Linked DNA regions of Mus musculus: region 1 is linked to region 2. Evidence: chromatin contacts called from public promoter capture Hi-C data. All regions are on one chromosome and are shown on one strand. The core of a region is the stretch at or near the end of the contact, and the rest is flanking DNA. Distances in the headings are between cores, read along the strand shown.

Region 1 (5,771 bases), core at 2,507-5,006, 1.2 Mb after region 2:
GTTTTTGTCCCTGGAAGGTCTGGTGTTACTGGTTGGATCATATTGTTGTTCCTCCTATGGGGCTTTAAGCTCCTTCAGCTCCTTAGGTCCTTTCTCTAACTCCTCCATTGGGGACCTTATGTTCAGTTCAATGGATGGCTGAGAGCATCCACTTCTGTATTTGTCAGGCACTGGTGGAGCCTCTCCATAGACAGATATAACAGGCTTCTGTCAGAAAGCACTTGTTAGCCTCCACAAAAGTATCTGGGTTTGGTGATTGTATATGGGATGGATCGCCAGCTGGGGCAGTCTCTGGATGGTCATTCCTTCAGTCTCTGCTCCACACTTTGTCTCTGTAACTCCTTCCATGGGTATTTTGTTCTACCTTCTAAGAAGGTTAGAAGTGTCAACATTTTGGTCTTCCTTTTTCTTGAGTTTCATGTGGTTTGTGAATTGTATCTTCTGAACTTCTGGGTTTATATCAACATATTAGTGAGTGCATATATACCACGTGTATTCTTTTCTGATTGGGTTACCACATTCAGGATGATATATCCAACTATTGATATTATTTTGGTGTATATTATGTTAATAAAAATCACACAGGAAAATAATTGCAAACTTAGCAATACATGTGTATATATACACTAAATGTAGAAGCTCAAATTTATCAAATCAGTCAGGTGTAAATTTAAATTATGGCATTGTGACTGTATTTGAGAATGTTGTCTCTATAGGCCTATACTTTTTATCTACAAGTAGGAATTAACTTGTATCAATAATTATTATTTCAAAGCTCATATATAGTATCTGTAGTATCCTTAGATAATATACTGACATGATATAAGCACTTAATACGTGTAATTATTTGGCTCATTTAATTTCCAGATTTATCTTTTTCTTAACAAATGCTACTCCCATCTAGACTCGAGATCTTCTGACCTATGTGACAAGTCCTATTTGTTTAAGAGATCATTAATTTTATGTCCTTATTGTCCCTTAATCTACATGAAAAACAGCTATGATCCTAGGTAACCATGAAATTCATAATCTACTGGTTACTTGCTTAGAAATTATCTAATCATCTTGGCTTCTTAATATGATCAATATTCATAATCTTTGACACAGGATGGCAATACTTTTTCAAAACTTGTGTTTTAAATCTATACAAACACAAATAACATATCAACTGATTATGTTGTAGTTATATATTAGAAACATATATATGCACCTGTTCTGTACATGTAAATACATATGATGTAATTTTTTTTTAAATTAAGGCTTCATTTTATAGTTTTACTACAACAAGTAGCTGCATGGGTTATTGTGTCTTTGTGTTAAACACAACTTTAGAGAAAATGTACATATTACCCTTTAATTACAGGACAAGTATTTCTATTTATGAAGATAGAATCATATGGACATTTTACTTGGTATGTTAGTCCAAGTTATGCAGAAGCAAGGGCAAGAAAGAGAGAGAGAGAGACAGAGAGAGAGAGAGAGAGAGAGAGAGAGAGAGAGAGAGAGAGAGAGAGAGAGAGGAGGGAGAAAGAGAGAGAGGAGGGAGAAAGAGAGGAAAGAGAGGAGAGAGAGGAGAGAGAGTGAGGGATGAGGGGATAGGGGATTTTCAGAGGGGAAACTAGGAAAGGGGATAACATTTGAAATGTAAGTAAAGAAAATATCTAATAAAAAAATACAGGTGAACTCATGAAATTTTGCACCCCATGTCCTGTACCAGGGCATTGGTAGCCCCATGTCTTGAAAGAAAAAAAAAAAAAACATTATTTTCGTCCATAGGGTTAAGTGCCTAATTTGAAAGAGAAAATAATTACATTGTTTCAGTCATGTTTTAGAAAGATGCTTCTTAAATTTATTTTTAGTTATGTTTATATAGGTGCTTTACTACAGCTATGTCTGTGTGCTATCCATTATAGAAGGTCATAAATTGGTGTAGGATTACCTAGAACTGAATTTACAGTTATGAGCCACCATGTGGATTCTATGAACCAAAACCAAGTTCTCTAAAAGTGGAACACGTGCTGTATACTACTAGGATATCCCTCCAGTCCATGTTATAGTACTAAAAAAAAAAAACAAACAAACAAAAAAAAAACCCACAAAACACTAATTTTACAAGATATGAGACTGACAAACATTTATGAGCAGCTGAGTATATGAACACCATGCTATGTTTTTCTGTATTTTTTTTTTTTTTTTGGATGTGAGGTGCCAGGACAATGTCTAATTCTGTAGCTATAATGTAACTAGAACTTATTCTGTCTCATTGGAAACCCGACAGTGTTTTCACTAGAGGTATAACTTTTGCTATACCTCCTTCACTTTTGCTAACCATTGTATTTTTGATTCATAGGTATTATTTAACTGGTCCTATATTTTATTTTTATTTTTATTTATTCTTTTGAAAAAGCACCCTATCCATAATTCTTGGACAATATGGATGTATTAGTGTCAAAAGCAGAAGCTAGAATTACTTTATGACCCAATATTTCATTAAGAAACTAGAATACTCAAACTTCTACAATATTTTTTCTCAATAATACAAATGGCCATTTTTAATTTGCTATTTTTATAGTACAACTGTTGCAGTGGAAAAACATATTTTTCCCACCTGAAACTACCTGGGATGGTGCATGGTGGTTCCTAGAAAGGCACATTTCAGACTTTTAGTAATCAAAATAGGCAATAGCACATGTTAAGTTAAAGCACAGTACTTCTTCATACATTAAGTCCCTGGGCTATGCTTGAGTAATTAGGACTATTAGACTTTCTTTGAAACTAGATAAATCTGTTTTATGACATACCTCTTATCAAAAACATAAAATCATAACATGTATTTGGATGTAATGTTTTCCTATCTGCTTTAAATATTATCTACTGGATATATAAATACATAAAAATGCATATTTTTGGAGAAAATCTATTTATCTCAATGACATATCCACTCCCATTTTCTTCCTTTGTCTGACTTCCTGTATATAAAAGGGCTGTCACTGGAAAGAGAGGCCCTTTGGACTTGCAAACTTTATATGCCCCAGTACAGGGGAACGCCAGGGCCAAAAAGGGGGAGTGGGTGGGTAGGGGATTGGGGGGGTGGGTATGGGGGACTTTTGGGGTAGCATTTGAAATGTAAATGAGGAAAATACCTAAAAATAAAAGAGGAAAAAAAAGGGCTAGCTCAAATACTTATAAAGTTGTTGACACATAAGACTTTGAATATCAAATAATAATTTGAGTGTCTTCATATAAAACAACAAATGCTCTTTACATATATTGAGTGAAATGTTACATGATGGCCAAACAGTATGACTTGCTACACCCACTCCAGTGAAGTCTGCTTGACAAGCAAAAAGGCCTGAAGGCAGTCATGAAGTGAGGAGTTTCAAGAAAACGATGCCTCCTGGAACCTTGGCATTCCCTTAGCTTGTACACTCAAACTCTGTCCCCGCTTTAGTCTGGTGTATGAATCCATGTGCTCTCTTTCAGTATTGTTTTATTATAAGTGCCTTTAAAGGATTGATTTTTGACCTATAGCTAAGCCTCCACCAGTGTTCTAATCCTTGAAGCTGATGGTGAGCTTGGAATTCAGTAAGAATGTTACCTATTCAGTAACATTCAAATTCACTTCTAGTAGAGACAGTGAAAATAATCAGGCATTACAAAGAACAGAGCTATAAAAGCTCAGGGCTGGTCTGCATAGTGATTACTTAGGACAATAGCCGAGTCTCACCCAAACAGGGGAATACACAATGGCCTAGCAAATAGGTGAGTTGTCCATGAAAGAGTTAGTGGAAAGGAACTCCTCTGGTACAGGTTTCTTCACTAGGCCCAGAGAAAAAGCATAATCAGGTATTTACTAAAGAACCCCAGTGGGTTTAACAATGGACTAGCATTACATCAGAGCATTCACCTGGCTCCATTTTAAGTGGTAAACATGGTCTGGTCCCTGCCATCTTTTGATGCATGCATTCCTTTTGTTTGGTGTCACTGTAACTTGGTGGATGTGTTTGCCTTGCTTTTTGTTTTTCTTCTGTATAAAAAATTCTGGTGTTCATTTGGACAATACATTCAGATCCGGTACACTCCCTTGTGTTCTGTCTGTTTGTCACCCCACCCTCAACAACTCCGTGCCCTTCTGTCTGAGACTCTGATTCTCACAGATTGAGGGGGGCTGACTGGGCCCCAACCGTGGCAATGATTGTAATTATTTTATACCTGACCTATGGTTCATCAGTCAATACAGCATTTAAATATATGTTAAAATCAAAGGAAATATATATATATATATATATATATATATATATATATATATATATATACTCATATCTACTGGAAAATACTTAGTTAATTAATGAATTGTAGAAATTCTTTTAACAATCTTATGGGAATCAAAAATACAAAGAATGTTGATATAGAAAAGCCTGGAAATAGGAATTATTACAATATGCTTCATAGTTGTGTACAAAACTATTTTCCCTGGTCAAAGAGGAAATTTATAAATTTTTCCAAAAATGCATTATATAAAATATATTCGCAATATGCAATAATTCAGAAAACTAAGAAAATTTTCATAAGAGGCAAACTTATTTACATTGTTTGATATATTTTACAAAATAGTCTCATAGCACTATTAAAATTATTTGATGTTGATTAAAACAAACCACCACCAACAATACCTTTAGTGCACGTTTGCCAGTTTGTGTATAGAACGTTGTTCTTTAGAGATATTCAATGACAGCAAGGGTATGTTCAATATGCAGTTTTCTATAATTGATGCCAAATGCAAAGATCCTTCTAGACGTCTACAGGGATTCGGAATGTCAGCCAGACAAAGAAGAGCTATCCAATCCAAGGTGTCTTGGAGTTGAGTGCACTTAAAAAAAATAAATAAATAAAACTTAAGTTTCCTGATATGTTCTGCTAAAGCAAATGATTATTTATAATACTTTAAATGCTTTCAACTGCTTTATTCATTTGCTATTCAGTATATTCATATGCTTTTAAGGAAATTAGAGTACTGTGAAATCTGTCTTTTAGGTTGCCTACAGTACAGTTTTTCCAAGTACTGCTGAGAGAGTCCATTGTTTCAAGGAAGTTACTCTAGGAGAATTGAGTAAAAGGAGTGAATTATCTACTTTTTAGTTTATTTTCAAAATCCTGCTATGTTTTCTCATAGAAACTATAAAAAAGTAATCTTTCTTGTCATTAATCATTTTCTTTTCAACCTTCATTTCTGATTCCAAAGTTGTGAACACCCGGTCACATGAATTTGATAAGGTTTCAAATAAGCGTACCAAACTTCAAATTAAACAACATTTATACTATCAGATGGAACTCATTTACAAAAATAATTTTAATCCTCACCATATTAATAATATAAATCTATTTAAAACTAATTCATATTTAAATTTATTTCTTGGGAATACATCAGAAACTCTGTGTACTGTTTTCAAGGGCTCTCTTTTCCTTAAGAGTGTAATTGTGTCCTGATTCATGAGCTATAGGAGTGGGACACACCATGAAGATTTGGTCTCTGGACCCTAGACATATATAAGAAAACATGCTTCCTAAGGAGCTCCCAGGATGATTTGTACAGATTGGCACGAATGAGGAAAGCCTTTTGTTTTTCGTTGTTGTTAATTAAAGACAAGCATATGAAGCATTAAATGAGTGAAAGGACAAACCTGTTAATATTGAAGAAAAGAGAGGAGAAATGAACTAAAAAGCTAGTATACTGAAATAGTAAAATAGAATAAATTATTTTTAAATAACTA
Region 2 (5,692 bases), core at 1,292-3,791:
AACAAAGCTGTTCACCTCCGTGACTGGGATACAGGGTACTTGGTGGGAAGGTCCCTGGATCCTCTACAAGGTTCCATCTTCAAGGTTCTAACATCCTTAGAGCAAGCCAACCTCTTAAAAATTCTACTACCCCACAAAATCATCAGTAGCTGGAGACCAGCCTTTAACATAAAGTCCTTTGGTGGATACTTAGGATCCAAACTGTAGCAGAGAAGATAATGGCTATGGTGTGTGTAGCATATACCATATGTTACAAAGGCTTTTTCTCACCTTGGGATAGCTAAGAAAGGGGTTCTTTAGAAAATCTGGTGGGGGGGGAGGGTAGGGGGGACTTTTGGGATAGCATTGGAAATGTAATTGAGGAAAATACGTAATAAAAAAATAAAAAGAAAAAAAAGAAAATCTGGCATGTGAGTTGAGCTTTGAAGAATGAAAGAAATTCATTCTTGTGTCAGGGATGATCAGATAATTACGATGATGGTTAGCTTTACAGATCTGCTGGGGTTGTAGTTTCCAACTTGCAAATTCCCACAGGCCAGGAGATCATTATGACACTATACTGCCTCACTATACAGCCTCATTCAACTTGGGAGACCTGAATAGGAATGTGATGTACCTGTTGGTTTCATACAATAAATCCTAGTCACTAGACTATGCTTATATAGAAACTACATCCACAGTCCTTGAAGCGATAAAATGTTATAGGAGAGAAGCGGGGGGGGGGAGGGGGGGAGGAAGGAAGGAAGAAAGAAAGACATTTTTTAACAATTTCATTTACAAAAGCATCCCAAAGAGGTACAATTAGTTGATGAAGGTCACGTGGGCAAACTTTATCACAGCAGAAGGCATGGAGATAGAACCAAGACAGTTTTCTATATCCTTCATGGTAATTTTTATTGTAGTGAAATCAAAATCATTGAGTCTCTAGGTCCTATCTTTTCGTAGAAAGGTGTGCTTTCAATTTTGCAATGAACTTGTACATTGAGGTAAGTTTCAAGAAACATAAAATGGACTCAAAGCAGGCAATGCTTTAGAAGTCAGCACCCGCATAAAGAACACGTGGAGTAATCTGCACCTGAAAAAAAAAAAAAAGACACTGGCAGAACTCCCAGCCTGGTACCTCATTCACCTAGAGCAGAAGAGTGGGGGAGGAGGAGAACGGGAGGGAGGAAGGGAGAGTGAAGAGATTGAGTGGAGAGAGGGGGGGGGGCTAGAGATGAGTGGAAATGGAGAGCAGAGAAGAGAGAGAGAGAGAGAGAGAGAGAGAGAGAGAGAGAGAGAGAGAGAGAGAGAGAGAGAGAGAGAGAGATGCTCCTATCCAGGAGAGAGATACCCTTTGTCTGACAAACCCTGCAAGGGAAGCCTCCCTTAGCCGCCCCACGGTTCCCACCTCCAAGATTCTGCGGAGCGGCTAGGTGGAGCCCGCGCCCGCGGAGCCCTCGCGGACTCCAGATCCGGGTTTTGCCGGCCGCCCCTTTCCCGGCCTTGGAGCCCCCCTCCCTGGTCCTGGGAGCTCTCTCGCCCCGTCACCCCGCCAGAGGCTCACTCGGGCCTCGGCTGCGTTGGCCGCTGCGCTCACGCTGCCTGTCTGCGGGCGCGACCGCCCCCTCCGCCCGCTCGGCCCGCAGCGCTCGCTCCAGTTCCCAGGAGCGGGGATGCAGATGGCACGGCCGGGCCAGGAGGGCGACGCCGCCACCGCTGCCGCCGCCGCCGCTGCTGGCATCTCGCGGACTGCGCGCTGCCTCCGCTCCCGCAGCTGCTACTGCTGCTGCTGCCGCCGCCACCGCCTGTGACTCGCCCCCCCCCCTCCCCTTTCTTTCTTCTCGCTCTCTCTTTTATTTATTTATTTATTTCGTTGGCCTCAGTCTTCTCCCTCCGGGTGTGCGCGCGCGGGCTGCACGGTGTGCTGGGGCAGGAGCTCGCCCCTGTGTGTGCGCGCGAGGGGAAGAGCGTGTGCGTGTCTGGAGGGCGCCCCGAGCCTCAGTGGCTCCGGTGGGGAGTCCAGAAGAGAAAAAAATAAAATTAAATAAAATTAAAAAAAAAAAAAAAAGAGGACCGAAGCCGGCGGCCGAGGAGGAGGTTGGCGGTGACGGCATCGGCTCAGACCCCGGGCCGGGCGATGAAGCTCCCGCATGCCCGAAGCTACCCGGCCTGGCCGGCGAGCTGATAGGCGACCACCGGAGCTCGGGGCTCGCCCCCCGCGGCAGGCACGCAACCCTCGGCGACCCGGCGCCCGCTCTGCCCGCGCGTCCACGCCGTGCACCCGGCAAGGAGTTTGCGCGGCTCGCGCCTGGGCTCTCGGAGCGGGTTGCGGGCGGCAGAGCGGACCCTCTGCTGCCGGAGCACCTCGGGGGCAGCAGGAGGAGGACGGCGAGGAGGACTGGGCGGAGAAGCCACTACTGGTCCTCGCCGCTGCCCCTACCTATCCCCTCCCTCTCGCTCGGAGGCGGAAAGGGGAGGACGAGGAAGAAGAAGAAAAAGAAAGAGAAGGGGGGTGGGGTGGGAGAACTGGATATAAAGATCGGCTGCGGGGGGGGGGATGGTGGAAGATTTTTGGTCTCCTCAGCAGCTGCTTTTCTTGCGGCGGCGGCGGCGGCGGCGGCTGCAGGAGGAGGGAAAGCAGCTCTGGTTATGACTGCCGCATGTTAATAGCTCCCGCTTGGGTCCACCGGCTGCAGCGAGAGACACAGCCTGACTCCGAAGTTGTGCAACTGTGCCCTGAGAGAGACATTTGAACCCTCCTTCTCTTTGCTCCGCTTTTGCCCCCCTGGGGCGTGTGAAGCGAGGAAACGTAAAGGAAGACTAGCATTGGCTTTCCCGGCTTCCCCTTTCTCCATGGCTGTGTAGAAGAAGAAAGGAAAAGAGACACTTTTTGTTGTTTCTTTGACTGGGGTCTCCACCCTCCTGTCGTCTCTGCGGTTTGATCAGTCGTTGCTTGGTGTGACTGGGGTGTCTACAGTGGGACAGGTCCATCTTTTTTCTGTTTTCTTTTTCTTTCTTCTTCTTTTTTTATTTCTTCTTTTTTTGTGTGTGTGTGTGCCCCGGGGCTCAATGGATGGATTGTGGAAAACTGCACCGGGTTGCAGGTTGTTGAGCAACTGATGGGACCATCTCAGGGACCGGCGGTTACGAAAGGTAATTTATTCTTTGCACTCTTCATAATTGTGGTCGCCCTGGTCGGGCGCAGGCGGCGGCATCCGATGGGCTGGCAACCGAGGGGGTGCGGGGTTCACGTACACTCACCCTTCCACTCACACATTCGCCTTCGCACACTCGCCCTCATGCGCACACTCATCTGATCGTGATGCGGGGCGGGAAGGGAGCCTCCTGGCTGGTGGGCGCTGGGGTTTGGCATGGGTTCGAGGTTTTATCAGCTACTGGGCGATTAGGTGCCAGAGGGAGATATAGAGGAGAAGAGAACCAGCGCACTGTCAGTCGCACACGCCGGGTGACAAGAACGAATCCCACCCCGCGCATTTTCCCTGCCCTGTCACCCCAATGCCGTCCTTTAGTAGGGGCAGAAAGCAGCCAAGGGGGCGCCTTTTCTCCGCTAGTCTGGAGCAACACTGGACGTGGGAACGGGTTGGAGGACGAACAGGGACCGGGTGAGGAGCGCAGTTCGGGGTGATGGCGAATGTGTGGTGGTGAGCCTGGTTGATCCTCCCTAGACGCCTGCCTTGGAACATCCAAGGTGGCTGAGATTGCCCAGGTCGCGCCCCTGAGAAGTGGAATCGGGTTGCCTCCAAAAATCTCTCTTGAGTATCTTCCAGCCGGGCAGTTTGATTTCGACCTGAGTGCCTAGGCTTTGTTGAGCGATTTAGCTAGAGAAAGCTGGTCAGTTTCGTGAGTGTCACGGGGTTGAGCTGTGCCAGGAGTGAGCACCCAGTGTGGAGAGGATGTTCAATGGGTCGGGCGTCCGCGGCGCCGGGGTGCGGTGGGCAGAGCAGTGGTGGCCCTGGTGGCGGGTTACAGGTAGGCGAGCTTGCACCTGGGTGCTTCTCTTGGGAGATGGGCAGTCTCTGGGCTCAAGTGGAGCGCGAGGACCAGCACTGGACAGCCTCTGGTTCTAGCCCAGAGGAGGCTGCTGGGCATGCGGGATATCCAGCAATGCAGCCCACTGTTTGGAAGGGTAGTTGACCAGTGGTCGGCGTGCGTGGTATCTGTGTGTCTAGGATCCTGTGCGCTTAGGGTGGCGGGCAGACCTGTGCAGGGATAGGAGAGCTGAAGCTACTTAGGTCAAGCTTGTTCATAGAAATCGCTTGGGATCTGCTTAGCTGGAAAAGCTGGTTTGAGAAGGCCCAGAGGGCCCCCGGTGGGGTTGCGAGGAAGCCTGGCGGCAGGTTCCCTCTCCCCTAGAGATGCGTGCAATGTTTGGAGTTGCTGGTGCAGCGCTCCACCGTATCCCAGATTGGCCTTGATTAGACCTGCTAGAGCAGTCGCCTCTCGCAGATTTGCGGTAATCAAGTATAGCCCCCACAGAATCCTTGGTCTCCGGAATGATCTGGCCACATTCCTCGCCCGAACAGAAACGTGTGTTGCTTTTATCGATAGCCAGTGAGAGAGCAGTTGGGAGAACCGGAGGCTTGGGAGCCACCTCCCGAGTGTCTCCTCCCTGAGGCTCCCATGGCCCCAGACTGCAGTAGTTAGAGAACATTGTAAACAACAGTGTAAGCATCTTTGCCACTGTCTCCCTCAGAGCCGAACCTGCTGGTGGCTGTTGTGCTTACTTTCCTGGGTGGCTTACTCATTAGGAAGTGTAAGGCTGCTTGCACCTCTGATTTTACATCCTTGCAGCCAGCTGCCGGGGAAATGAGGAGACACATAGATTCTGGCAGGAAGGGAAAAAATGCCTTCTGTGTTTTGCTCCGAAGTAAATAGGAGGTCTGCTAATTTTAGAGTCATATGGTCTGTCTTCGCTAGTTAGAGAATGGTGTCGTAGAATCTGCAAGGAACCACTATAGTAATTTTTTTTTTTTTGCTTTTGCATTTGGACAGTCAGCTGCATTTGTCTATGAGATAACAGAGGTCAGGCAGCTCCCTAATTCATTTTTCAGTCTATAATGTACTCAGTGATCAGCAGTTCTCGCGCCCAATTTACCTGTATGCACATTACATGTAGAATTGCCCGTTGTTTTCCAGCCTCACGCAAAAGAGGATACCAGATCATTTGTGTAGGAAACAGGAGGATGTTTATGCTGAATTTCCTGTTAGCTTCGAGTTCTCTTCTGTTTTGCTTTGTGTTTTTCTCCCTTTAAGTAGTGAAGGGACGGGTAACAGATGTGCAGAGATAAACACTTCTTAATAAACTTAGGCTTGAAAGATAACTCTTTTTTTTTTGAAATGCAATAAGTAAAATACTTTGCACTACTGAGTCGTCTATTACTTCTGACTACTTTGATGTCTGTGCAAAATGGCTAGGTTCTAGTTTACTTTAAAAGAAAGAAAACACTTTGATTTAAGTGTAAGTTTTAAAGGTTCTGACCACAAAGGACAAGTACAGTATAATGAATTATTCACTCATGCCTAATTTTGATTAAATTATATTTTCTAAGACATTTATAGGAGATAAAGATATTTATAGAAGACAGTATACGTGACCACGACCCTTCTAAAACCACTTAGAATTATAGAATCTTGATTCCTATGTTTTTTTTTCCTTCTGATCTTTCTTGCGGCCAGGGGGGGGGGGGGT

What was found. Promoter capture Hi-C pulls out the DNA fragments that hold promoters and counts their contacts.
Region 1: a contact with region 2 is called in a promoter capture Hi-C map of embryonic stem cells, with 5 times the contacts expected there. The contact joins the enhancer-like site here to the promoter of Adgrl3 in region 2. A contact is called at or near these places in 6 of 39 promoter capture datasets (embryonic stem cells, hippocampal neurons, liver and 2 more) and 2 of 115 datasets of contacts at active chromatin or transcription factors (embryonic forebrain and embryonic stem cells).

Annotation. Positions count from the first base shown.
Region 1 is chr5:82,250,160-82,255,930 of GRCm38.p6, forward strand. No RefSeq gene overlaps it. Among named protein-coding and RNA genes, the nearest start is that of 1700031L13Rik, 130 kb to the left of the region's middle. Within about 2 kb of position 3,757, at least 4 of the 459 cell types and tissues checked have an H3K27ac peak or open chromatin away from gene starts, as enhancers often do. A contact at or near this core is called in embryonic stem cells and stem cell-derived epiblast-like cells, where this site is marked.
Region 2 is chr5:81,018,211-81,023,902 of GRCm38.p6, forward strand. It overlaps Adgrl3 (adhesion G protein-coupled receptor L3), which reads left to right and starts at 2,542. Exons shown (of 27, transcript NM_001359828.1): 1 at 2,542-3,135.